Linked DNA regions of Sus scrofa: all the other regions are linked to region 4. Evidence: chromatin contacts called from public Hi-C and HiChIP or PLAC-seq data. All regions are on one chromosome and are shown on one strand. The core of a region is the stretch at or near the end of the contact, and the rest is flanking DNA. Distances in the headings are between cores, read along the strand shown.

Region 1 (3,813 bases), core at 473-2,972, 450 kb before region 4:
CAAACCTATCTCATTTAAAGATTTAATGCCTATATGTCTCAAACTCATACAAAAAACTGATGAGATAGGAACTCTTTTAAACTCATTTCACAAGGCCAGCATGACCCCAATACCAAAGATGGATAAGAACACCACAAGAAAACTATCGACTGCTATCGCTGATGAACATAGATGCAAAAATTCTCAGCAAAATATTAGCTAAGCAAATCCAACAGCACATTCAAAGGGATATATACACCATGACCACATGGGTTTTATCCCTGTCATGCAAGGATGGCTCGACCTATGAAAATCAATAAGTGTGATAGACCTCATTAACAGAATAAAAGGTAAAAATCATAAGATCACATAAATGGATGCAGAAAAAGCATTGGACAAAACAGTAACATCCTTTCATAATAAAAACCCCCATCAAATTGGCTGTAGAAGAAACGTACCTCACATAGTAAAGGCTGTATGTGGCAAGCCCACAGCTAGTATCATGAAATATGAGATTGAAATCTTCCCCTCAAAGATTAGTGATAAGACCTCGCCCACTCTCACTGCTTGTATCCAACATAGTAACAGAAGGCCTGGCCAGAGAAATTAGGCAAGACAAAGAAATGAAAGGCCGAGTTCCCATCATGGCTTGGCAGAAACAAATCTGACTGTCATCCATGAGGACACAGGTTCAATCCCCGGCCTCACTCAGTGGGTTAAGGATCTGGCGTTGCTGTGAGGTGTGGTGTACGTCACAGATAAACCTGGGATCCCACATTGCTATGGCTCTGGTGTAGGCCGACAGCTGCAACTCCAATTCAACCCCTAGCCTGGGAACCTCCATATGCCATGCGTGCAGCCGTAAAAAGACAAAAAATTTTTTTTTTTTTTTTTAAGAAATAAAAGGCATACAAAGTGGGGGAAAATGAGATAAAATTGTTATCAGCAGATGATAGGATTTTCTATATAGAAAATCCTAAAGACCCAACCAAAAAACTGTTGAAACTACTCAATGAATTCAGTGAAGGTGCAGGATATAGTGAACATGCGGAAATCAGGTGCATTTCTACACTTTAACAAGGAAATATCAGAAAAAGAAATAAAATTACTTTCTCTCCGTAGTTGGATGGATGCATAAGGAGCCTCAGGCAGTAACTACTAGATTCTTTTCTCCTTCTGGATCTTCCAGCCTATTCCTGATGTGATTTGGTCCCCAGGGGAGAAGAAATTTGGCAGTTCTGACGCTCAGGCTCCTGGACCTTATGAAGTTATTTCTCACAGAGATTAGGCGACAACACAGAGTCACTCCATGAGTAATGATTTTGTGGGCAGTACCGATTTGCCAGACTCTGGGTCACACCTTGGGGGTATAAGGAGGAGACAAATAGACCTTCCCCTTGGGGAGTTGACTGTCTTAGGGGAAGCAGCGGGGGGCACAGTCCACTTGAGCACAGTGTGAGGTTTCCTCTGACCAGGTTACCAGGTTAAGCCAGTCCAGGGGCGGTGGGAAGCCATGGGAGGCCCCTGGAGAGCAGAGGCGGGGTCATCAGAGTTCCCATCGTGAGAACAAATCTGGATGAAAACGCGGTGAGTGTAACCGAGAAGGTAAGCAGTGACGTTGGTGGCAGGGATGGAAATGAGGCACAAGTGGCTTCTGCTTAAGGAAACATGTACAAGTCACTTCATGCTCAGGAAGCTGCAAATCACCCCGAGGGGCTGGCACACAGACCGTGACGTTACAGTCCATGGGGAGAGGAGGCTGAGCACAGGGCCAGGAGCCCTCACTGCCAGGCCGAGGAGCGGACTGCAGGGCTTATAAAATAAAATAAAATAAGACTTGACCATCTCTTCCTTAAATGTCTCTGTAATTTATTACGTGCCTGCACTACTCCGTGTAAATACACACGCTGTGCTACAAGCGGAAATTAGGAAACGGGGCCCTGGCTGCCAGGTCCCTTGGCTAGAGTCACAGCGGCAGGAGCTTCAGAGCGGGCGCCCAGCCCCAGTGTCCCTGACCCTGGGGTCCTCCTGTTGCACAGTCTTGTCCCGCAAGGGACCGGACGTGGGCGTGGGGGGGGCCCTGCGTGTGACCAGTGCTGCTTCTGGCTGGGGATGACCTCAGGCAAATCAACAAAGGTGACACTGGCTTCAGGGCCACCCTCTGCTAGAGACAGTTGGGAAGATTCTGCTAGGTCTAAAGCGCTCTGTTTTTAATGACCCAGTTTTAGCTCCAGGCTCCAGCAGATGTGTAGTTTAAGCAAGCCTCAGATGAAAGTGCTTAGGTCAAAGCCATGGCTAAAAGCAGCAGTCGGCCACGTCTGGCGAAGAGAGGCTTCGGCAGAAATGTCCTGAAGAGCATTTCGTGGCAGCAGAGAGTGATCTGGACACTCGTTAAATGAAAACGGCAGCCCGACAAATGGCTAAGCTGCATATCGGGTGTTATATTTTATACACAAACACAGACGGTAATGTATGAATGGAAGGAAAAACACTGGAAGAGTGAAGGCTGGGTCAGAACACAAACCGTGGGCGTTCCTGCTGTGGTGCAGTGGGTTCAGAAGTTCAGAATCTGACGGCTGCAGATCAGGGCTCTGCAGAGACGCAGGTTTGTTCCCGGACCACCTGCTGTAGTGGGTTAAAAGATCCCTCTTCCTCTCTCCCCGCCCCCTCCCCCTCTTCCTCTCCCGTCCCCCTCCCTCCTTCCCTCCCCCCTTCCCCCCCTCCCTCCCCCCACCCCTTCCAGTGCAACAGGCCACATCTACCTGCTGGAGTGCATTTTCTCTTCTCATGAGGTTAATGTTCTAAACGAACAAATGTGTTACATCAATGCAATCAATACACTCTGAGTCTCATGACCGTCAGAGTTATGGAAATGTATTTCGTACCTCGTCCCTGTTCAGCTTAAAATCAATAAAAATCCATTATCTAATATTTCAACTGCTACACACCAGAGAAACAGTTAGAAATAAATCTCTCTAAAGGAAAAATTAAACTGTCTTACACGATTACAAATTATTGACATTTACTTCTTATCATATCATACCTGGTGGGAAATTATTGGTAATTAAGTGTAGAATAGATCAGCCTCAAAGGAAAAGAAATGTTGAATTGTCAGATTAAGACATTCTGTATGCATTACTGACTGTTTCACTGAATCTTAAGATTTTAAGAGACACACACTGGTTCAATATTATTGGTTACTGTTTCTAAACATTGATTTAATTCCAAAACATGCAACTAGGCATCACAGACCACTAATATTAAGTTAAAAAATACTTATTATAACAACCTACAGCTGCCAGATTTAGACACAAAGTAAAAGAGACACAAAGAGGTTTAGCTATTTGAAGAATAACACCCAACAAAACTGAGAATCTGCTGAAAAAAGTTGAGATCAGATGCACTGTTTGTCAGGAATAAGAAATTCTTAAGCTGAGAGTGGCCACAAGTGGGTGTTGATTTCTTGATTTCTTTCTTTCTTTTTTTTTTCTTCATTTTTGTAGACTTATTTGTATTATTATTATTATTATTTTGCCTTTTCTAGGACTGTACCCGTGGCATATGGAGGTTTCCAAGCTAGGGGTCTAATCAGAGCTGGAGCCACTGGCCTACACCACAGCCACAGCAACTCGGGACCCAAGCTGCCTCTGCAACCTACACCACAGCTCACGGCAACGCCGGATCGTTAACCCACTGAGCGAGGCCAGGGGTCGAACCTGCAACCTCATGGTTCCTAGTCGGATTCGTTAACCACTGTGCCACGACGGGAACTCCTAGACTTATTATTTTTTAAAATTATTTTATTGAAGTATAGTTACTTATAATGTTAATGGA
Region 2 (4,235 bases), core at 603-3,102, 330 kb before region 4:
GCGTGGTCCCCTGGCACCAGCGCCCATGGATGCTGGCTACCTGGACTGGCCAGCTTTGTTTGGTGGCTGCAGGTGCAAGATCATCTATTGGAAGCAGGCAAGCATCCAAGTGGAAGGGAACATTCATGAGAGAAAGAGGGAGGGTTTTCCTGGGTCTGTGACAAGAGAGAAGAGACTGGAAAGACGGCATTTGACGTCAGTGAGTAACAACTTTGGTTGCATCCCATGGCCACTTTTTAAAAGTCCTGAGTTGAGGAGTCAATGAGAAGTTTGGAGCCTCTCAAATTCTCCCGTCTGCTTTTCAACTGGCACATTTTCTCTTCTTGGGAGAGTTACTGCTCGGTCTTTCCATCTATGAAATGGGCATTCATTTGGTACCCCCCTCGACCTAGCGTGGTGTGCACCTGCTGTGAGCCGTTCCTGCACATGGGCAATGGAAACCCCCCAGCCTCCCCTGGGAGCTGGCGGGTGTCTCCCGCTAAGGCCGTCTAATAAAGGAAAGGAAAAACGGTCTTTTGCTTCCTCCAGGCCTCATGCATAAAGACCACGTGTGTTTCTACCAGAGTTCCATGGAAATTTCACGACCGCCACCCACTGGAGGCCTTAAATAACGAAGAGCTTTGCAGAAGATTCCCGCCCCCCCCCCCGCCCAATCAGAATACTGATCACGAAACAGGACCAGTAATCTTGCTTTAATGGCATGGAGAGTATAATCCGCTGCATTTGGTAGAGATGCTAAATCAAAAAAGGCAATAAAATGTGTTCCCCTATCAATCAAATATGCTTCTTTGTGTCCTTATTCTGTAAAACAGTAAGCTCGGCTCCCTGAAGAAGACCCCGGGAGGAAGGGAGGCCTGTGCTCCTTTCGCCAGCACCCCGCAGCCTGCATCCTGTGCAGCTGCCGAACAAACAGGTCTACGTGTGAAAAACCTGTTCCCTACACCATGAGATGGCATCGCGGTGTTTTCTGATGTAAGACAATTTGCGGCGCAGAAACACGCTTAGGGGAGACTGGGGGGCGGTAGAAGAAGGCGTCCTAACGTGGAGAATAAATGAAAGAGCTGGGTGCTCAGGCCCAGCTTCCTGGCCATCCTTTCAACCCTGTATTTCAGTCAGAAAGCTTTCCTTGTAAAACCAATTTAAAAAGTCAATACTCATTAAACATGCAGAGGCCTTCATGGGCTTCCTGCTTTGTGTTTTATTCCAGATCAGGCGGTCTGCGTTTTGTCTGTCTGTCTGTCTGTCTGCTGCATGTACAGGGAAAGGGGGAATGCTGGGAGCCCTCACACTGAATTCCCAAGCCCAGATGGGTTTCCTGTCTCTCCCATCGGGGCTCCAGGACACCAAAAGCGAACCTGCTCTTGCTTCTCTGGCAAACTCACCCAGACGCCAGTCTTGGCCGATTCCAGAGCCTTCAGGCTGCCCAGGCCGGCCTTCCCAGGATGCAAGTTTCTGGACATCTGCCAGCACACACTGGCAGGGGCCGGCCCTGCGGGGTCTCTCCTGCGCCTTCCACGTCCACAGACTTCAGTTTGCCTCCTCCCAACCTTGACAGCTGACAAGGGCCCAGGATGTGTCCCACGCTCTTTCTCGAGGTTCCACAGCCTCTGTGGATTCAGAGCTTGGCCTTTTTTAAGAGCATGTCCTGAGGGGGCCCGCAGTGACCTCGCCCTGGCCAGGGCGCCCTGGGTACAGCATATGCCTTCTTGGTATTTGGCCTCCAAAGTCACTCATTCATTACACAGAGTTTATCTGCGTGCATATCCGGCAACAATACTCTTAAATAAATACTCTGCGAGGCATTTTACTCCCTGGCTGTTTGCTTGGCATTTCCATGATCTCAGTGGAGCACGGAAAGGGAGGCGACAGAGGCTTGGCAAACAGTAATTTGCCACCATCTACGCACAAGGGGACAACCGTGAGCCTGGTGCTTTGTTTTAACAGGGAGACACGTCATTGACTTGACGCAGTACATCTGTGTGCCGACCAGAATCGCCTTGAAAATTCCACTTGCCAAAGCCTGCCAGCTCACCTCTGTTTGGAGAGGACAGAGACCAAGTGGCTCGGGAGCGAGGGGACCTGGTTCCGCCCTGCAGTCCGACCCTCGCAGCCTCAGACCCAGGCCAGGTGTTGGGATTCTGTGAGTCTCAGGGGCCTCCCGCTGTCCAGGGATCCTGAAAGATCCCCCACCTGCTTCTCAGAATTGTTTGGTCTTTAAAATGAGCCAAAGTCTGAAAATCCGAGAGTAGAAACGCAGAGACACGCAGGCGCGGCCTGCTTGTAGCAAGATCACCCCCACATCACGAGCACGAGCTCCAGCAGCACCCTCCATGCTTCACTGTTATTAGTCGATTTTTTACACCTTATGAGATTCGATTTCTTTAGAAAGGTCAGGACGTGCGCACGCCCGCACAGCCAGAAATCTGTTTCAGACGCACCCGCGTTTGTCAGCGAGACCTTTCCTGCCCGCTTCACCTGGCTCTTCCTCCCACTTTCCCTTTTCCATTAGCTGCGAACACAGATCTCTCCTGCACAAATAAGCACAGGTTCCAGTGAAGACCTGCCAACAGGAAGAAGATGGGCGATTTCGCAAGGTTCACTGCGTTTGTTCCAACTGAAGCCGAGCCGACTTCATTCATACACCCTAAGAAAGCATCGCTGCGTTTTATGAGAACAGCCGGAGGCAGGCAACCCGAGAAGGGGACGGGGCGTTCCCCCCGGGCCACCCAGGGCTGGGGAGGGAAGCTACTGTTTACTTACAGACAGTGGGGAACATCCACGATTCAGATCCGGAATCTTTTCATAATGGCCCATGGGCCAGGCAGGTTGAAGAAAGTCATATATCAGGCAGCAATGTGCTTTTCAAGATCCAAAGAGTCCAGGCCGCATTCATGGGTCTTCGCCAGGGCTGGTTCCGGTCCATTTTCTGGGATGTGAAGACCTCTCCAAGGAGATAAAACTCCAAAGCCTCGGCTGATTTAAGAGTTGCCAGACCCTGGTCACACGACCTGTCTCGCTGTAATTGTTAGAATGTTCCTAGGACCTCCCCGCCCCAGCAGCTTGGCCTAGTCCTTCCCGCCCCCACCAGGAAAGGTGTGTGGCCCACTCCTCATCCGGCCCCTATGGGGCAGCATACACTCCCAACCAGCCAGCAAGTGTACCCGAAGACCCCGTTCTCTCCCAGCCAACCAACAGGTCAGCAGGTGGGTGCCTAGACCTCTCCGCACACGCCTTTGTCTCTGGGCGGTACAAGCAGACACGACCATGTGCCCGGGGTCACTGCTTCCTGATGAGCAGGAAGTCGGCCCGCTGTGTTAACAGCGTCTCTCGCCTCAATAAACTTGTCTTTTCTTCACCTTGCTTAGGACCTGCGAAATTCTTTTCCTGCCTGTAGGCAGAGACCCCAACACACGTCTCCTCACACACCTGGGCACGCCTGGTGCAGAGAGGGAGGTCCTTTGAATACCAGCTTTCGACCTGGGCTGTCAATGGCCCTGTGATCCCTGATAGGCCGAGATTCAGGTCCATCATCCTTCTCTCCTTCCAAACATTCTTGGCGCTCACCTTTTGAGAATTCTCATCAGAGGGTGCAGCCCCTTGACTATCCTGGGTGGATGAAATCATCAGATTTTAAGGGAGCGTTTAATTTTGGAAACGATAAAAATGTTGATGCCCACTTATTCCATGTGACCAGTTCTGAAACCAAATAATATCGCTTATGGCACAAAAGGAAGGATTGTTAGAAGGAAAAGGGCTTTGTCTTGGGAATAATCAGAACATGTCTCCAAAGAGAGGTGTGTTTCTGTGAGGGCAGCATCTCAGAGAAATTGGTAGCATCTCAAAGTGACTCTCCTGATGGGCCAGCCATTGAGTTCCCTCACTCTGTCGTGGTCACATGGTTCATTTGGCAGCAGCGGTGATCCTTTTTATGGTAGTTATCTATGACATAGCACCTCCATCTGCCCCCTCCCTGCCCTAACCACGTTCACAATATTCATAGAATCTGGAGGAGATGCCAGAAGAGAGAGGGAAACAAATTCATATCCAGGTGGAGCAATTGCTTCCACAGCCCTGGTGGGAGAAACTTCAAGGCTCCTGAGACCTTGCAAAGAAGGAACAACAGCCTAGGATATGGAAGCAACCAAAATGTCCATGGACAGAGGAATGGGTAAAGAAGACCTGTACATCTACACAATGGAATACTACGCAGCCATAAAAAAGAACAAAAGAATACC
Region 3 (4,114 bases), core at 1,249-3,748, 270 kb before region 4:
TCCTGAGGCTCCCTTGTGGGTCAGAGCAGGGGGCTGGCCACCCTGGGTGGACAGAGCCACAGCGGAGCACAGGGCGAGGGGGCATCTGGAGAGGCTCCATCTCAAATTGTCCACAATGGCTGTGGTCGTCACAGCCAAAGTCCCCGGAATCCAGGGAAGACCCAGGAGCTTCTCCAGGGCAGAGGAGGCAAAGAAACTGAGGATTACAGGCAGCTCGAGCTTCTGAAGCGGACCCTTTGGTTTCAAACCACGTTGGGGGCAAAGGTGCTTGCTGGCGGGGGGCGGGGGATGGGGGGGACGGCGGACGGGGACTCCGGTGGCCAGGTATCCTGTTGAGTCTGGCTTTGCCAGCTAGCTCTGTGGGGTCATGGGAGAGAATGTGTGTGTGTGTGGAAGACACTCAAATTCAATCCCCGGCCTGGGAACCGAGATCCCGCATCAGCCACACACGCCACGGCCAAAAAAAAAGACATGCACTGAAACGGTCAAGGGTCCTGAGGTATCACGTAGGCAACCTGTTCTCTAAAGGTTCAGGGACACGATTCCTTTCGCTCTACCTTTGACTTTTGTGTAAGTAGTTTGTGCTTTGCTGGAAAACTCAGACTTCCTATAGCTGATTCCTTGATGCATGAAGGGAGGGTACAAACGTGGAATGAAAATAAGTCTCGGGGCCCCCGGCAGCCTGTGCCACCACGTGGGGTGCACCATCTCCACGCCTCCAGCTGAGGGGACGCAAGTCCAGGTCATGCCAGCCTGAGCTGCGGTGGCCCATGGGCTCCCAGTTGCCTGCGCGGGTGCAATGATGAACCCCCTGCAGTGTGCCAGCGTCCTAAATAAAGGCTGGTGAGACCCACAGGGGATGTCCTTGGACGGCCAACCCAGGAGGAAGGGAGCGGCTGACGCCAGAGCCGGTCAAGAAAGGTCTGCTTTTGGAGTCCAGTCAAGTGCACATCCACTGAGAGACGACCGGGGAATCTCAGGACGGGGATAATGGCAAGGCTAAAAATAACCCGAGCTGCCATTTACGCCATGTGCTAAATCCTCTGTGCCACCATCTCATGTGACCACCACACCCTCCTGCCAAGAGAGTATAATCAGTGCCCCCGCGGGAGGGGACACCCGAGGACCGGGGGTTAACCGAGGCAGTGCCTGTGACCCATCAGCTAGGCTCCCTGTGGCTGTCGTTTCACACACGGGAGAGTATGGAATCCATACGTTTTACAGCCGAAGCTAATAGAACATCATATATCCTTTACATCTCCATGGAAAATTAAAACAGAACCAGCGTGGCTACGGTCGCTCTGCTCTGTCATCATCACAGTCAACCTGGGAAAGGGACTAGTGCGTGCTGGCTCCCACAGCTGGGCCCCCAGGGCAACCACGCGGGGGGCTGGCCCGGGGTCACGGCCTGTGATCAGAGGGCTGGACACCCCACTGTCTCGTTCCAGAGCTGCTCTCTCAGCCCGCCCTCCGTGGAGTCGCAGGCCCCTGTGAAGGGGGGCGTCCACTTTGTCGGGGCAGAACTCACTAGAAAAAGGCCCCTTTTCAAGCAGCCAGCCTGAGTTTGGGAGCAGCATTCCGGGGTCCCTCCTTCATTGCCTGGCCTTCTAGTCAATCCTCTCCGCTCCTCCTGGAAGAAGACCCCTCCCCCTTTCCCCACCCCCACGGCCCCGCTGTGCTTTGAGTGACTCCCTGGAATCTTCGTATTCGAGAGCAGGTCAAGTCTTGTCTTGCAGCTGGGACCTGGCACCCACTACGCTCAGCACAAGGGGCCAGGGTCCCGCGCTGGACATCCTTGCTCTGGTCACATAGAGACGGCATCCAGCTGGACACAGATCCCCGGCATCCGGCAGGACCATCTCAGTGGCTGCCCCAAAGGGGCATGAGGGGGCACTCCCAGGGGTGTGGAGGCGGGCGCGGCACCCGGAGCCCCAGGGCTGACCTGTTGCTGTAACCAGCTGGGCCGGTGGGGTCTGAATGGGGTGTTGCTGCTGTGCCCCCTCCCTCCCCAGGAGTGAGAAATCCCCTCCAGGAACCTGAGCCGGCAGCTGGGGTCTGAGGAAGGGAGGGTCTGGGCACAGACCCCAGGGTGGCTGAGCTGCCCCTCCACAGGCACCCATGATGCTGCAAAGGGCAGGGGGCCCACCCAGGGCTCCCAGGAGCCCCCCTTTGGGTTTCTTCAAAGGACAAGCTCGGGTTTTCCCATCAGCATCCCAGAGGCTCTCCTGCCTTTTGGCCACGTCCTGGGTGAGAGTCCCTGCCCATCTCGACCTGGCTGTAAAGCCTACTGATTAAAGTCTCCAAGTTCAAATTCAGCCCCGCCCCCCTGCTCCGAATAATGCAACGGACTTAAAAGGAGAACACGGTTCTTTTCTGGGCTCAGTACCAAATCCACTCCAGCGTGACTGGAGTGGATTTCACACCCAGAGCATCCAAGGGCTCCTGCCCCAGGTCGCTGGCCCACGTGCGGCTCGCTCCCTAACCTTCCTGGCCGTGCATCTGGCCCTGTTTCAAAGGGCACCTCTCCCCCTCCCTCCCGTGGAAGCTGAGATCTGTGTGGGAAGCCTCGCACCGAGGACTGCTTTTCATTCTCCGTTCTTCAGGGCGCCGCAGCCACAACAAGAACCTCCTGACGGCGGCGGTGGGGTCGAGGGCGGGGGCGGAGCGCCCAGCCTCCGGGCTCCTGCGGGCTCAGCTTTGTTTCACGGGCAGCGCGGCCGCCGTCGAATCCATTTGGCCCCATTTAGGGACTAAGTACAGGAAGGTAGTTATTGTACAAGATTAGTTTCCTGTAGGCCATAAATTGGCAGTAGCAGAAAAATACAGGATGAATTTATTAGCGTGCAAGGTCAGCTCAAAGGAAGGCCAGGCTGCCGAGGGAGCGTGCTGTGGGCTTGCTTTTAACCCACCTCCCAAACTCAGCCAGGCTGAAAAAGACCCTTTAACTACTTAATTACTTCTTAATAGTTTTAAGCAAATTCAAAAGACTGTGCCTGTTGCTAAGGGCCTGGAGGTCCGAGCTGGCAGGAATTTGTCAGGAATTCCTGTTTGGACTGGAGTTTCTGAAACCTGCTTAGAAGCCCCCAGGAAACCTGCCTAGGGCTCTCCCCCTGCTGAGAGCCCACAGCAAGCCACGGCCTTGTGAGACGGCTTTTGGGGGGTTTTCTTTTGTTGGGTTTTTTCTGGGTTGTTTCGGGGGGGTTATTTTTGTTTTGGGGGGCTTTTGTTTTTCGTGGGTTTTTTTCTTTTTTTTTCTTTTCTTTTGTTTTTTTGCCTTGTTGACTAGGTATTTACTTTGACCCCAGAATTCTATATTTGGGAACAAAAAGCAGCTTCTAACAGCAAAAAACAAACAAAACAATCAAGTTGAAAATACAATTGTTTCCAAGCAGAGATTCAACAGTGTGATACATGCCCTGCAGATAAGGGCTATAAAGGAACCTCGGGAGAAACCGTTTCGCGTGGACACTGCCTGGAGCTCAGATGCCGCGGCGGCAAGGTGGGCGGTGCTCCTGATAAAGACGTAGGTACCTTCGAGAGTGCTCCCGGCCACCTGAGGCGTCCCCGTGTTAGAAACACAATCCTCCCTTTTCCTTTTGATATTTTTCCAAAGGGCTTAAAGCTGTCAGGCAAAATTAGCCCCACTGGTATGAGATGAAGTGTTTGGAGCCGCGTTTGCTAGCGCGTTGGCAGGAAAGGTTGTAATTCAAATTTGAATGAGCCCCGAGACCTGCGGTGGGTTATGGGAGACCATTTCTCCTCCTCTTCGAGGCCCTGCCCCCACTCCCCACCCCTGCCTGTCCCCAGGGGAGCCTCTGCCTGACTCCAAGGGGGGGCGGCGGGGGAAGGGGGGGCAGGCAGGCTGGATCGCCCTCCTCCGCCTTAGCTGGCAGATCACAGCCCTGTCGATTCTTCTGCTCTGTAGCAAAAAGGCGGGATGATGAACCCATCACTGCATAGCGAGGGCCCAGGCCACATTCACCAAGGGGGGGTGTGTGTGTGTGTGTGCAGGTTCCTGGGCTTTGCTGCCCGCTGTCCCCTGCTGGTGGCCGCAGCCTTGGGGTCGGCTGTCACAAGCCCCTGGGCCGCCTGCCTGAAGTAGAGAGCAGGGTCC
Region 4 (4,330 bases), core at 1,440-3,939:
TGGCCACAAAGCTGGTGGCGATGGAGCCGTGGTTCCGGATTCAGCAGCCTGTCCTGAGAGCCGCCGCCTTCTGCCAGTTGCGGACCCTGGGCCGGCAGCTTCATGGGCTGTGTTTCTCCATTCTTCTCCATTCTTCTATCTCTCCCTCTTTCCATCCGCAAGGCCAGCTTTTTCGAGAAAGCACCATTCATTGTTGACACGTGACGTTGGTGTGGTCGGTGGACTCACTGCTCTAGCTGCGCCCAGTGAGGGGAGGGGTTCTGTCCACTGCAACAGTATTTGAATTTGACAAACACATCATAGAAGTGACACCTGCCTGAAGATGCTGAGTCGAGGCTGTGCGTGGAGCGGTGGCCCTGAGGAGAGGACTGAGGACGGCAGCCGAGAAGAGCAGCCTCGGTCCAGGATGCAGAGCTCACAGTGCAGCTGGGGCTCGCGTGAGGCAGCGCCTCCATCGGGAGGGAGCCTGGACCACGTGGGCTCGACCTCGCCCTCGCCCGTTGATGAGGCTCCATCCTGAGGACCACACGTGCCTCCGCGAGGCCACGCTGACTCAGAGGAACGTTACGGGCGCAAAAGGGCTGGGCTGGATGGCTGGCCACACGCTCAGAACCTAAAGGCCAGGGCTGCGCTGGGATCTGGGCTTCCAGAGGCGGGCAGCGCCCCGAGGGAGGAGGCAGAGTCGCCCCGCCCACATGCCTTCGGGGTCCTTCTCCTCCTGCAGGGCCGCCAGCCCCCCAAGTGTCTCTGAGAGTCTGGGGCTGAGCTGGACCCTAATCAGATGCCAGGCCTGGGCAGTGGAGGGCAGCTGGGGAGTTGCAGCTGCGCCAGCGGGGGCTGCCAGGGGCTCAGCAGTGTCCTCGGGACCCCAGGGCGCTGGGCAGTGTTATTGAACAAAAGCCTTGTTCAGGAAAGTCTCAACCACAATCCACAGTGACACACGATCTCTGGACCTGGCGGCCTGTCCCCCAGAAAGGGGTGCCCAGAGTCCAAACCTGCTTCCGGTGGGCGTGACCTTCTGTGGAAATAGGGTCTTTGCAGATGTCACCAGGTTCAGCTGAGGTCACCCTGGATTTGAGAGGACTCTGAGCCAGTGACTGGAAGCCTTATAAGGAGAGTCACGTGGACACAGACATGGGGAGAGGACCTCGTGAGGGACAGCGGCTGGAGCGATGCCACTGCCGGCGGAGGAGAGCCAAGGTCGCCCCCGCCCCCAGCGGCTGGAAGGGTCTGGACATCCGCCCATAGCTCCTTCCCGGGGCCCCCTGCCCTGTGCACCCCTGATCTCAGGCTCCTCCCTCCAGAACTCGCTTCAAGGCCCGGTTGGGAGCCGTGGGTTTCGGCGGCCACAGGAAACGGAGACAGGGGTAGAAACTGCACCTTCCTAACGAAGACAGAGAGAGGCCTAGAGGAGCCGTCGCTCTGCACAGGGCGGCCCCGCCAGCCGGACCCCAGGCCTCTCTCCCAGCGCTGGGCCGGGACCCTTCCAACTGCCGTAAGACAGCCCAGATCCACCAGGGCTTCACTCGCCTCTCCACCTCCAGGCTGGCGCCCGGCCTGCAGCCAGGGTCACTGGATCACAGGACGGGCAGCCCTCCGATAGGCTCCTGCGTCACCATGCCTTCTGCGCATGTTGCCAGCATGTGCAGGTTCAAGGCTGGTGCCAGGTGCTCTGATTGAGTTGTTGGCATCTCTGGCACCTGTGACTCTGTGGATGCCGGAGGGTCACCGAAGAGGGCACCCCAACCCCCGCGAACACAGGGACAAGGCTGGGGGTGGGGCAGCCGCCTCTAATCCCCAGCTGGCGGGTGGCCCAGGACAGGCAGCACCTGTCAGCGCCCTGCGTGGCTTTGACAGGCTGGAGCCCTTGGCCCGGGGATCGCCCAGGAAGCAGGACACTGCCCTGTCACTTAATCTGCCCGCAGTCATTCACGAGACTGCGCCAACCCTTAGCACTGACCCAAGGCCAAGGGCAGCCCAGAGTCACCACCCCACTGACCTTCAGAGCAGGAGTGCAAGCCACTAAGGGGGGTGGGCAGCCGCAGGGGGGATGGGCGGCCGCAGAATATGTGGGACCTGTGAGTTTGTGACGCTGAACCCGGACCGTAGGCTCGGAGGCTGGGGGTCGGGGCGGGGTCTGCGCAGCCGGGGCTCCTCCGCCGGCCCCTCGCTGTGTCCTCACGTGGGGAAGGGGCGGGGAGGGCTGCAAGAGCCACAAGAGTCGGAATCCGACCAGGGAGGAGGGGGAGGGGCCGCGACCCTCACCCACCCAGTCCTAACCTCCTCCCAGAGGCCCCGCCTCCAAACCCGGTCACCCAGGGTAAGGATTTCAACTCGGGAATTGCCAGAAGCCTTCAGGTTCTCACAGTGTGTGTGTGTGTGTGTGTACACGTGTGTGTCCTTGTGTGCATGTGTGTGACTGTGCGTGCATATATGTGTGTACGTGCATTTGTGTTTGTGTGCAGGTGTGGGTGTGTATGCCTTGTGTGGCTGTGCATGTGTACGTGTGTGTGTGAGCGCGTGGCCCGGCCGGCAGTGGGTGGAAGGACGCGGGCAGAGGCCTGGGCAGCCAGGCGGCAGTGGGTGACCTGGCCTCGCCTCCGCAGAGCCACCGCTGTCCTGGGAAAGGGCCCAGGTTTGGCGGGGACCGTGTCCTGCTGGGCGGAGTGTGCTGCCACCTGGTGGCCGTCCTGGGGAAGGACGGCCTCCTGGGGACTCGGCCGCAGATGCCCCAGGGTCAGGTGACTCTGGGCTCAGACAAGGAAGGACGCAGGGCCCAGCCCTGGAAGCCCCGTCTGTGCCGTTTCTCCGCAAACCAGCGGTCCTCAGCCCACCGCCGCGACTGAGGCCTTGCCAGGTCAGGGCGTCACAGGGCGAGGACCGAGGGGCATCTCCCCAGGTGCCCCCATGAGGCTTCCTGGAGACCAGGCCTCCTCCAGAAAGCTTGCGGGTGCTCAGAACCGAGCACGTTCTGTCAGTGAAACTTCCTGGCGTTGTTTTGTCTGACGCTGCCGTGTGGCCTCCTCACGCCCCACAGACTCGCCTTGGAAACTGCTGGAGCCTTTATGGGCTGAGGAGGCACACTGAGCAGCTTCCCCACCCGCTGGGTCCCCGCGGGGTCAGGGCTCGGCCTGAGAGACAAGCTCACCGACCTCCGGCGTCACTCATCCACTTTCTGTTTTGCTCCCATTCCCGGAAAACTGCATTGCATCCTTTTTTAAAATAGAATGAATTCTGAAAGCAGGCTCCTCCCTGCCTCCTCGGAGAGCGCTTCCAGCATCAGCGGATGGCTTGTTATTATCATCCTTCGTTTCAGAACAGTCTTTTCAGGCTGTGTTTTTCCTTGTGCGCTGCAGGACGGGGTCTAGGAAATCACGTGCCTACAAATGGGGGGCGGGTCCCAACCTGAAACAAGCCCATTGCTGAGGGAGTCTGACTCCCAGCGGGGGCTCGTGGCCTCCTGGAGCACCTCCCGGCTGCTCAGCTCCGTCCTGCTCACAGGCCAGCCCCCACCCTTCCTTCTTGCCTGGAAGTGACAGTGGACCCCAGCCCTGTCCACAGACGGACGAGGCCATGGGCCACCCGAGGAAGGCTGCCAGGCCCGCCCCCACCTTCTCTTTCCAAGCAGAGCCAGCTCCGATGCCACGGCTCCTGCCAGCCCCTCTCCCTAACTGCTGCCCTTTCAGCCAACGAGTGTCCCCAGCCCTTAGCACTGACCCTGGGGGCATGTCTTCCGATGTCATTCAGCTCACGAGGTAACAGACCCAGGGAAGGGAAGAGTCACGAGGCACTGGGACCCTTCAGACAGATGGGAAATGCGGCGAGAAAGGGGCCCTGGTCCACCCAAGGCCTTCTCAGGACAGCCTCAAAGAGAGAATCGACACACCCCAAAAAGGCAAGGAGGAAGCGGGGGCTTGGGAGGAGAGCAAATAAAACAGCCAGACCCTCTTTGCATCCTTTTCAAAGTTACCATCTAAAGCTGTGGGGTCTGGGCTGTCACGTGAACAGATGAGAGGGTAGGACCTGCCACAAGGGCCAGAAGTGGGGGCCAGTGTGTCTCTGTCTACGGCCCCTCCCTCTCCTGCTGTCCCCACCACTCCTCTCTGCCCTCTTCAATGAAAGTGGAGCTTGTGGGAGTTCCCATTGCAGCTTGGTGGGTTAAGAACCTAACTAGTATCCATTCAGATGTGGGTTGGATCCCTGGCCTCGTTGGGTGAGTTAAAGATCCAGCATTGCCACAAGCTGTGATGTAGGTCACAGATCTGCCTGGGATCCAGCATTGTTGTGGTTGTGGCGTAGGCCAGCAGCTGCAGCTCCTATTTGACCCCTA
Region 5 (4,180 bases), core at 1,122-3,621, 470 kb before region 4:
GACCCCTAGCCTGGGAACCTCCATATGCAGCATGTGCAGCCCTGAGGAAGGAGGGAAGGAAGGAAGGAAGGAAGGAAGGAAGGAAGGAAGGAAAGAAAGAAAGAAAGAAAGAAAGAAAGAAAGAAAGGGAAAGAAAAGAAAGAATAAAGGGAAGGAAGGAAGGAAGGAAGGAAGGTAATTCAGGGCCTTGCTCTTTTGGACCCAGAGTCCTGAGGCCGGCAGGGCAGGTTTATGGAGGTAAATTGATGGAGGTGGGAATTTCCTGTTCTCTGGGCTCTGCTACCTCAACAGCAAAGTGCTATATCCCTATTCCACCCTCCAGCTAAACAAAAGGATAATCTCCTTTTTAGGGGCGCACCCTCGGCATATGGAGGTTCCCAGGCTAGGGGTCCAATCAGAGCTGTAGCCGCCGGCCGACACCATGGCCACAGCAATGCAGGATCCAAGCTGCATCTGTGACCTACACCACAGCTCACAGCAACACCAGATGCTTAACCCACTGAGCGAGGCCAGGGATCGAACGCGCAGCCTCATGGATACTAGTCGGGCTCATTTGCGATGAGCCATAACGGGAACTCCCAGAAGAGGATGCTCTCTGAATATGTTGCCAAGGAGGCCCTCATGGTCAGCATGGGCCGCTGTACTGAATGCCGTAGGCCAGACAGCTCACACAGCAGACGCTTCTTTCTCATCGTTCTGGAGGCTGGAAGTCCAGGACCAAGCTGCTGGCAGGTCCAGGTCCCGGTCAGGGCCCACCGCCTGGATTAGAGCTGCCGTTCTTCTCTCTGTGTCCCCACGTGGCAGAAGGGGCACTCCGGTTCCCCTTCCTCGTCTGATAAGAGCACTAATCCCACGGCAGGGGCCCCACCCTCAGGGCCTCACGGAGACCTAGTCACCCCTCAAAGGCCTCACCTCCTAATAGCTTGTCCTGGGGGGTCACAGCTTCAGCATACCAACCTCAGGACACGACACACAGTTCAGGTTGTCACACGGGCCCGACTTTCACACGTGTCTTTGTTCAGTCATTCTTAGCCTTTCACTGTCCTCAAAGCAGGGTTTCTCAGCTGGGGCCCTCTGGGCCTTTGAGGGCATTTGGCTCTTTGTTCCGGGGACTGTCCTGTGCACCATGGGCTTTTAGCAGCATCCCTGGCCTATACCTATCAGTGCCCATCAGTAGCAAATCTCCCCTGTTTATTGTGACAATCAAAAGTCTTATATTTGTCAGACTTCCCCCGGGAGCAAAATGCACCCTTTGCTGAGAACTTTCCCTCTAATGCATCAACTAGCAATTCCACGGTCCTTATAACTATTAGGGCTCCCTGGAACCTCTAAAACACCTCAGGTGATGCATCTCCCTGGGAACTCCATCCCACCACCACCCCAGCCCAGAGGACCTGCAGAGGAAGCCTGAGCCGCAGCCTGCAGCCGGGGGTGGTCTGTGCCCAGGCGCCCTGAGTGGGGGCTCTCGCAGCTGGCAGACCCTCCTACTCAGGCTGCCTTGGCCGCAGCTCTGACAGCTCAAGGTCCCCAGGAAGCAGACTCGAAGATACACTTTTGCATACAGAAGGCTCCCGGGGGAGATGGGCTGGGAACGGCAGCCACTGGGGAGCCAGGAAGGAGCCTGTGTGCAGGCGGCTTTGAACTGGGCGGCAGCTGCAGCTGAGGTGCCTGATCTCAGGAGGGGGCTCGGAGCCAGGATGGTGCTTGGTGGCTGGAATGAAGGTGACAGGGCTGAGTGTCATAGGACTGCCTTGACCAGTCACTGGACGGAAGTGCAACGGACAGATGTCCCCTCCCAAGTTCATCTGTTGAAATCCTGACCCCCAATAGGGTCCAATTAGAAAGTGAGTCCTTGGGGGATGATTAAGTCATGAAGGTGGGGCCCCCCATGAATAGAACGAGTGCCCTGATAAAAGGGCCCCAGGGGGTCCCTCAAAGTCTTTATGCCATGTGAGGGCACAACGGGAAGTTGGCAGTGGGCCTGGCAGAGGGCTCTCAGCAGAAACCCACCGGGCGCTCACCTTGACCTCAGACCTCAGGCCCTGTCATGCTGTCCTCCTGACCTCAGACGTCCAGCCTCCAGAAATGTGAGAATTAAACCTTTGTTGTTCACACTCCGAATCTGGGCATTGCGTGAGAGCCGCCAAAGTGGACTGAGACAGGAGCTGCTTCAGGGAGGGGCTCAAATCCAGCCAAGGCGGCTCCTGGAAGGACTCCCCCCCCCCCCCCCCCCCCCGCCCAGAGCAGCTCCCAGGACCAAGGACAAAGCTCCCAGTCCTGTGGCGTCATCCCTGCAGCTCTACCTGCACCGGTGCCACCAGTGAAGACACACCTCTCTCCTGACCCTCCCTCCGGCCTTCGTCCTCACCGCCTCCAACTGCGGCCAGCAGGGCCGTGTCCTCAGCCGCCAGCAGGATCCCCAGGCCTTGGCCAAACCCATTCCGGTTTGTGGCTGGACCAATGAACGGCATCGGCTTTTCTGCTGTTTTTTTTTCCAAGCAAAATAAAACAACTCCTTACATGTTTACAGAGGTGAATTACGAACGATGGAACACATGTTTTCTCCTTCTGTAAGGTCTCTCCTGAGCTTCGAAGCCACATTTGGCTCTTTTCCTTTCTAGACGAGGCTCCCTCTGTGCACTTCTGCCACGTCGCTGCGGGGACCGGCCACGTGGGAAGGGCTCCTCTCTCCGCTCGTGCGCTTCCAGGGCATCTTGGGACAGATGCCGTTGGCACCATATGCCGGAGGCAATTGTGCATTGAACTTAAAAGTACAGCAGGAACACACTGTCTAATTAATTAGCATTTAAAGGCTCTCTGAAGAAGAAATCAGTGGGCAGGCGATGTGATAAAAGAACATACCAGTGATTGAGCTGCAGGTGGGGGAAACTTAAAATGTTATCACGGGCCCCCTGTTCACATCCTGGGCGCAGTGCTCAGCACAGCCTTGGCCTCTGGGACCTCACGAGCAGGTGCTGGCTGTCGGCCCGATTTCCAGGCCAGGCTGGAAACCCTCAGGTGCTCAAAGCCAGCCTTGAAGAGTGTGGTGTTTTTGAATAAGCCCATTGGCCCGTTTTCTCTTCTGGAACACTCTTTTTTTTTTTTTTTTTTGTCTTTTTGTTGTTGTTGTTGTTGCTATTTCCTGGGCCGCTCCCGCGGCATATGGAGGTTCCCAGGCTAGGGGTTGAATCGGAGCTGTAGCCACCGGCCTACGCCAGAGCCACAGCAACGCGGGATCCGAGCTGCGTCTGCAACCTACACCACAGCTCACGGCAACGCCGGATCGTTAACCCACTGAGCAAGGGCAGGGACCGAACCCGCAACCTCATGGTTCCTAGTCGGATTCGTTAACCACTGCGCCACGACGGGAACTCCTGGAACACTCTTCTTGAAAGAAAATGGACACGTTTTGATAATGAGCTTCCTGTGCCGGGGGAATGACACCGGGAGAAAGGCCCTGGGCACGGTCACAGCTCACGAGTGTCACCGTCTCCGTGCTTCCCACGCGGTGCTGTCTTCCTGAGTTTCTTCTCATCAGAGCAAGTCCACCACGGGGGTGGGTAAGGAAAAGCCTGAGTGGCTGCCACGTCTCCAAGTGCCCGCAAAGCGCACGTCCGCCCTGGATCCTGGGCCCTGCCGCAGGGAGCCAGCCACCCTCCACCTGCATCTAGTTGTCTTGCACCCACAGCTTTGGGGGTTCACCGTGTGGGCCATTGAGAGCAGTGCCTCGGGCCCCAGGGACCATGCTCCACGGTTTCTTCCCCGGGACCAGCTGAGTGACGTTGCTGAGCCTCCAGCTCTGAAAAGGCACATGAAAATGGTTGCTTATTCTCTCCCCTTCCAGGCCCGGGGCGATAAGAACTCACCCCCCCTCTCCCCTCCCATGGAAATACCTGTAGAAACGGCCATTGGCAGGACCTTGGGAGGCTCTGTAACGTCCCATTCCCATCGCATGTGCCTGACGGCAGACGTGCTCATGGAAAAACACAAAGGAAGGCTCGGAGAGCTTCCCGGTGGCAGCGTCCACCTCCTGTGTACCCACGGGAAGCAGAATATCAGGCTGATTATTCTGTTAATGCGATAAGAGAAGTAAAACCAAATTCCCCTTTTTCTTTTCTTTCTTTTTCTTTCTTTCTTTTTCTTTCTTTTTTTGTCTTTTTAGGGCCACATCCCTGGCATA
Region 6 (3,853 bases), core at 325-2,824, 410 kb before region 4:
AACCAATCACTCATGATGGAACATGGAGAAAAAAATGAGAAAAAGAAAGTGTATATAAATGTAACTGGATTACTTTGCTGAACAGCAGAAATTGACAGAACATTGTAAATCAATTATAATGTTTCAATTTAAAAAAAAATTCATAAGAGGAGTTAGGAAAGTGCCAGGTCCTTCTTCCCACATCTAATTTTTTCAGCATCCACCAAAGGCACTCTTTCAGCTAGAAGGCAGAGCTGCAGATAAAGAAAGCTCAGTTTGGGCTGGCTTATTTATTTTTCTATTCTGCTTATTTTTTAATTTATGCTTGAGTTTATGTTGGCGTTTTAAAATATGTTTCTAAAATTCTGTAGTTTTTTATTATGTTTAATTTAAGCCAAAAGGTATTCCCCTCCTGCTAGGCATTCTATGGGAAAATGCAATTTCAACCTCAGAAAGCAGCGGTAAATACAGGAGACCCCTGACTTGGGATGGTTCAGCTTATGGGTTTTTGACTTTACCATGGTGCTAAAACAACATACAGTCAGTAGAAACCATACTTTGAATTTTGAATTTTGATTTTTCCGGGGTTAGAGATGTGCAGTGACAATCCCATCTTGCGAAGCTGGGCGGGGGCAGAAGGAGCAGCTGCCAGTCTGCCAACCATCAGGAGGGCAAACAGCCCAAGATTTACAACCATTCTGTTTTTCTCCTTCGGTACATTATACAATAAATTGCATAATGTATTCAACACTTTAAAATACCTTTCTGGGAGTTCCTGTCGTGTCTTGGCAGAAACGAGTCTGACTAGTATTCATGAGGACACAGGTTCGATGCAGTGGGTTAAGGTTCTGGTGTTGCTGTGGCTGTGGTGTAGGACCCCTAGCCTGGGAATCTCCACATGCCAGAGGTGCGGCCCTAAAAAGATGATTTTGCCCCACTTGAGGCTAAGGTAAGTGTGGTGAGCATGCGTAAGGCAGGCTAGGCTAAGCTTCTGCAGGTTCAGTGAGTTGGGTACATTAAAAGGTTTTTCAATTTACAGTCTTTTCAGTGCATGATGCTTTGAACAGGACACAAGCCCGCTGTAAGCCGAGGAAGATGTGCACTTCTGGAGGCTTGTTAGCATTTTACTGCAGACGTAGTTCTTCTTTCTGACCCATTCAGAGCAGGTGCACGGTCTCCACTTAAAACACAGGAAGACATCCCAGGATTGTCACGGGATGGTCGCGGAGGAGCCTTTATCCGATCAACGCGAATGCCCCAAAGTAAGACGTAGGAAGCTGAAAAACACCCCTCCGGGCCCCCCACCAATAATTCCATGAGAAAATCCTACTTCTTTTCTGAGTCATCGATCACAAAAAATGATTTTCCAGTGCTCAAAATGTGTATAACACAGCGAACATTTCTTTACTGAAAAAAAAAAAAATAGGGCAAGAAACTCAGTTTAGGCTAAAAATAGCAACTTACATGCCAAAGTACATGCATGACTGTTTACTTACAACGAATCTTTAACAGACACCGCAGTGGTCAGAGCCCCGCCTCACCTTCCTGAAGTCAACAAAACCCAGGCCATCCACGTCCTCCAATCACTGGATGCTTCCATCAGCCTCCAGGCAGAGAATCTGGGCTGGGGCAGAGCAAAGGTTCTTAAGTCACGCAGAGCAGATGGGGGTTTACGCAAACAATTCAAGGAGCGCTAGGAAGCGGCCAGAAATTAAACAATGTTTGTGCTGATGGTGCCAACAATCACCAGGAAAATACAGTGTTAGGTGCTGCATCACACCATCCTGGGAAAAAATCTCCCATGAAATCTTCCAGTAGTTGAAAATGAAACTTTATGGTCCTGGTTTAATTTTTTGATAAGAAGTAATTACCATAATCTGGGACGTTTTGGTGGGTCTGGTTTTTTTTTTTTTTTTTTTGAAATATACTTGACATACAATATTTTTTACATGTTTCCGATGTGGCTCCGCGGTTATCGAAGCTGACTAGCACCCATGAAGACGCAGGGGTGTGGAGCGCCCATGCATCTAAACGTGGATAAATGCAACACGCTTCTGCACCCCCGGCCTGTGGGTTTCTGGCCGGGAGGCCTGAGCCGTGGGCTCGCAGAGGGCACAGGCGGGAAGCAGCCCGCACACAAGTGGAGGGAGTGTCTGTCTCTGCTCACACTGCTTGTCCACTGCCAGAGACGGCGGTGGGGGCCTGGACAGCCAGCACGTGAGCCTGCAAAGGAGTCTCCTCTGGTCACGGCCCCTGAGGCCCCGGCTCTTCCTTGAAGTTTCCCGCAGAAGGAGGCTCATTGTGGACCCTTGTTTTTCTTCCATGAAGCCGATCTTCTCCAGCTCGAGGACAGTCCGCCGTGGCTGGCGAGGGTCTGTGGTGGACACTTTCCAGTTCTTCCAGGCAGAGGGGGTTGAGGATGAAGATGCGGCTGCAGAGGGCGCCCCCTGGGGGTACAGCTCAGGGGTAGAGCGTGTGACGGAACAAGCTGACGTCAGCCCGGCCCTCGAAGATCCTGCGCATCCTCTCGCGATGTAGGCAGAAGTCAGGGTCACCGCGACGGCGTGCCCTAACCTGATGATTCAGGTGGAGACGGCATTGACTCCACGGATGGCATCCGAGGGCTCGTGGCCGCCCTGCAGGCGTTTGGGGCCACTGTCAGGCTCTCTGCCTTTGCAGACTTTCACCGCAGGGTCGCCCTTCCTGCTCACAGCATCCCTAAGCCACGTGCTGACAAAAGCCACATGCCTCCAGCTGACTTTCCAGCATCCCTTTCCAAAAGCCTCAGAATCAACTTCATTGTATTTGCTTTTCCCCCTCAGAAAACTAAGTAGACTGCAGCGCACCCCCCCTTTCTCCTTTTTAGGGCCACACCTGTGGCATAGGGAAGTTTCCAGGCTAGGGGTGGAATCAGAGCTGTAACCGCTGGCCTACCCCACTGCCACAGCAACACCAGATCCTTAACCCACTGAGCAAGGCTGGGGATGGAACCTGCATGCTCATGGATACTAGTCAGGTTCTTAACCCCTGAGCCACAGTGGGAACTCCTGCATTTCTTTGCATTTATTTGAAATTAAGATTCAGTCTCTCATTTGTTTTACTGCTTTCTTTTTTGAGAGGAAAAAAGCGATACATGCACTTGTACATGTTTTCAGAAAAAAAAAAAAAAAAAGAGCTAGAATACTGCATCAGCTACCATAGAGCCATTGCACTTCTAGCTCCCTTGTTCATGGCTGGAATAAAATGTGCTCCTGTGGATATGAATACTATTTTTGTTTTTGAGGACGGTTGTACTGTTGTCTCTGTTCAGCTGACCTTGTCTTTTGAATGTGATGGCGACTTCATTCAGACTGCGTTACAAAATGCCAAACTTGCACATGAAAATAGAAATTGTAGAAAGAAAAAAATATCTGTTTTGTCGGCTTTTTTTTTTTTTTTTTTTTTTTGAGACTCTTTTTGAGTCATCAATGCATTGTAGCCTGAAGGGCAGACTCAGGCAATATCAAATCGTGCTTTTAGAAACGCCCCCTATAAAATGTGTATCATTCGTTCTGCACACCTTTATTGATCTTCTTGGCCACCATAATAGGACTGGGCATTACAGCGTTGAACAAAAAAGACAGAAACCCCTGACCCTTTGTCTAAGTTTTGGATACTCAGCAGCTGAGATCTGCTGCGTACACCCATCCAGTGTCCTACTTCTATAGCTCAGGGTGTCCTGGTATCTCTGTGTTTCTTTTCTCCCAGCCCTTTTTGAGGAGAGCTTTCATATGCATACGGTTGAAACAGGTGAAAAGGTATCTTTGAGACCCAGGCCATCCCAGAAGATGTCGCAGTGTTTAAAGCTGGTGTCACTGGACCTGTGTTGAGGGCA

Evidence for each region. Hi-C and Micro-C count contacts between places; a contact is called where the count stands out from the background. HiChIP or PLAC-seq counts read pairs in DNA pulled down with a chosen protein or histone mark.
Region 1: a contact with region 4 is called in a Hi-C map of liver, with 4 times the contacts expected there. The contact joins two enhancer-like sites. A contact is called at or near these places in 3 of 47 Hi-C or Micro-C datasets (liver and skeletal muscle).
Region 2: a contact with region 4 is called in a Hi-C map of liver, with 6 times the contacts expected there. The contact joins two enhancer-like sites. A contact is called at or near these places in 3 of 47 Hi-C or Micro-C datasets (epiblast stem cells and liver).
Region 3: an H3K27ac HiChIP or PLAC-seq map of skeletal muscle shows a contact between it and region 4, with 6 times the contacts expected there. The contact joins two enhancer-like sites. A contact is called at or near these places in 3 of 47 Hi-C or Micro-C datasets (fetal heart ventricle, liver and skeletal muscle) and 2 of 2 datasets of contacts at active chromatin or transcription factors (alveolar macrophages and skeletal muscle).
Region 5: a contact with region 4 is called in a Hi-C map of liver, with 3 times the contacts expected there. The contact joins two enhancer-like sites. A contact is called at or near these places in 4 of 47 Hi-C or Micro-C datasets (embryonic fibroblasts, liver and skeletal muscle) and 1 of 2 datasets of contacts at active chromatin or transcription factors (skeletal muscle).
Region 6: a Hi-C map of liver shows a contact between it and region 4, with 2.7 times the contacts expected there. The contact joins two enhancer-like sites. A contact is called at or near these places in 1 of 5 promoter capture datasets (liver) and 3 of 47 Hi-C or Micro-C datasets (liver and skeletal muscle).

The regions. Positions count from the first base shown.
Region 1 is chr11:76,381,654-76,385,466 of Sscrofa11.1, forward strand. LOC106507944 (a long non-coding RNA gene) reads right to left here. Exons shown (of 4, transcript XR_002336767.1): 4 at 3,731-3,813. Among named protein-coding and RNA genes, the nearest start is that of IRS2, 270 kb to the right of the region's middle. Within about 2 kb of position 1,723, at least 9 of the 83 cell types and tissues checked have an H3K27ac peak or open chromatin away from gene starts, as enhancers often do. A contact at or near this core is called in liver, where this site is marked.
Region 2 is chr11:76,497,394-76,501,628 of Sscrofa11.1, forward strand. No RefSeq gene overlaps it. Among named protein-coding and RNA genes, the nearest start is that of IRS2, 160 kb to the right of the region's middle. Within about 2 kb of position 1,853, at least 5 of the 83 cell types and tissues checked have an H3K27ac peak or open chromatin away from gene starts, as enhancers often do. A contact at or near this core is called in liver, where this site is marked.
Region 3 is chr11:76,561,718-76,565,831 of Sscrofa11.1, forward strand. No RefSeq gene overlaps it. Among named protein-coding and RNA genes, the nearest start is that of IRS2, 91 kb to the right of the region's middle. Within about 2 kb of position 2,499, at least 20 of the 83 cell types and tissues checked have an H3K27ac peak or open chromatin away from gene starts, as enhancers often do. A contact at or near this core is called in skeletal muscle, where this site is marked.
Region 4 is chr11:76,830,247-76,834,576 of Sscrofa11.1, forward strand. No RefSeq gene overlaps it. Among named protein-coding and RNA genes, the nearest start is that of COL4A2, 160 kb to the right of the region's middle. Within about 2 kb of position 2,690, at least 24 of the 83 cell types and tissues checked have an H3K27ac peak or open chromatin away from gene starts, as enhancers often do. A contact at or near this core is called in liver and skeletal muscle, where this site is marked.
Region 5 is chr11:76,361,535-76,365,714 of Sscrofa11.1, forward strand. No RefSeq gene overlaps it. Among named protein-coding and RNA genes, the nearest start is that of IRS2, 290 kb to the right of the region's middle. Within about 2 kb of position 2,372, at least 1 of the 83 cell types and tissues checked has an H3K27ac peak or open chromatin away from gene starts, as enhancers often do. A contact at or near this core is called in liver, where this site is marked.
Region 6 is chr11:76,424,522-76,428,374 of Sscrofa11.1, forward strand. No RefSeq gene overlaps it. Among named protein-coding and RNA genes, the nearest start is that of IRS2, 230 kb to the right of the region's middle. Within about 2 kb of position 1,575, at least 7 of the 83 cell types and tissues checked have an H3K27ac peak or open chromatin away from gene starts, as enhancers often do. A contact at or near this core is called in liver, where this site is marked.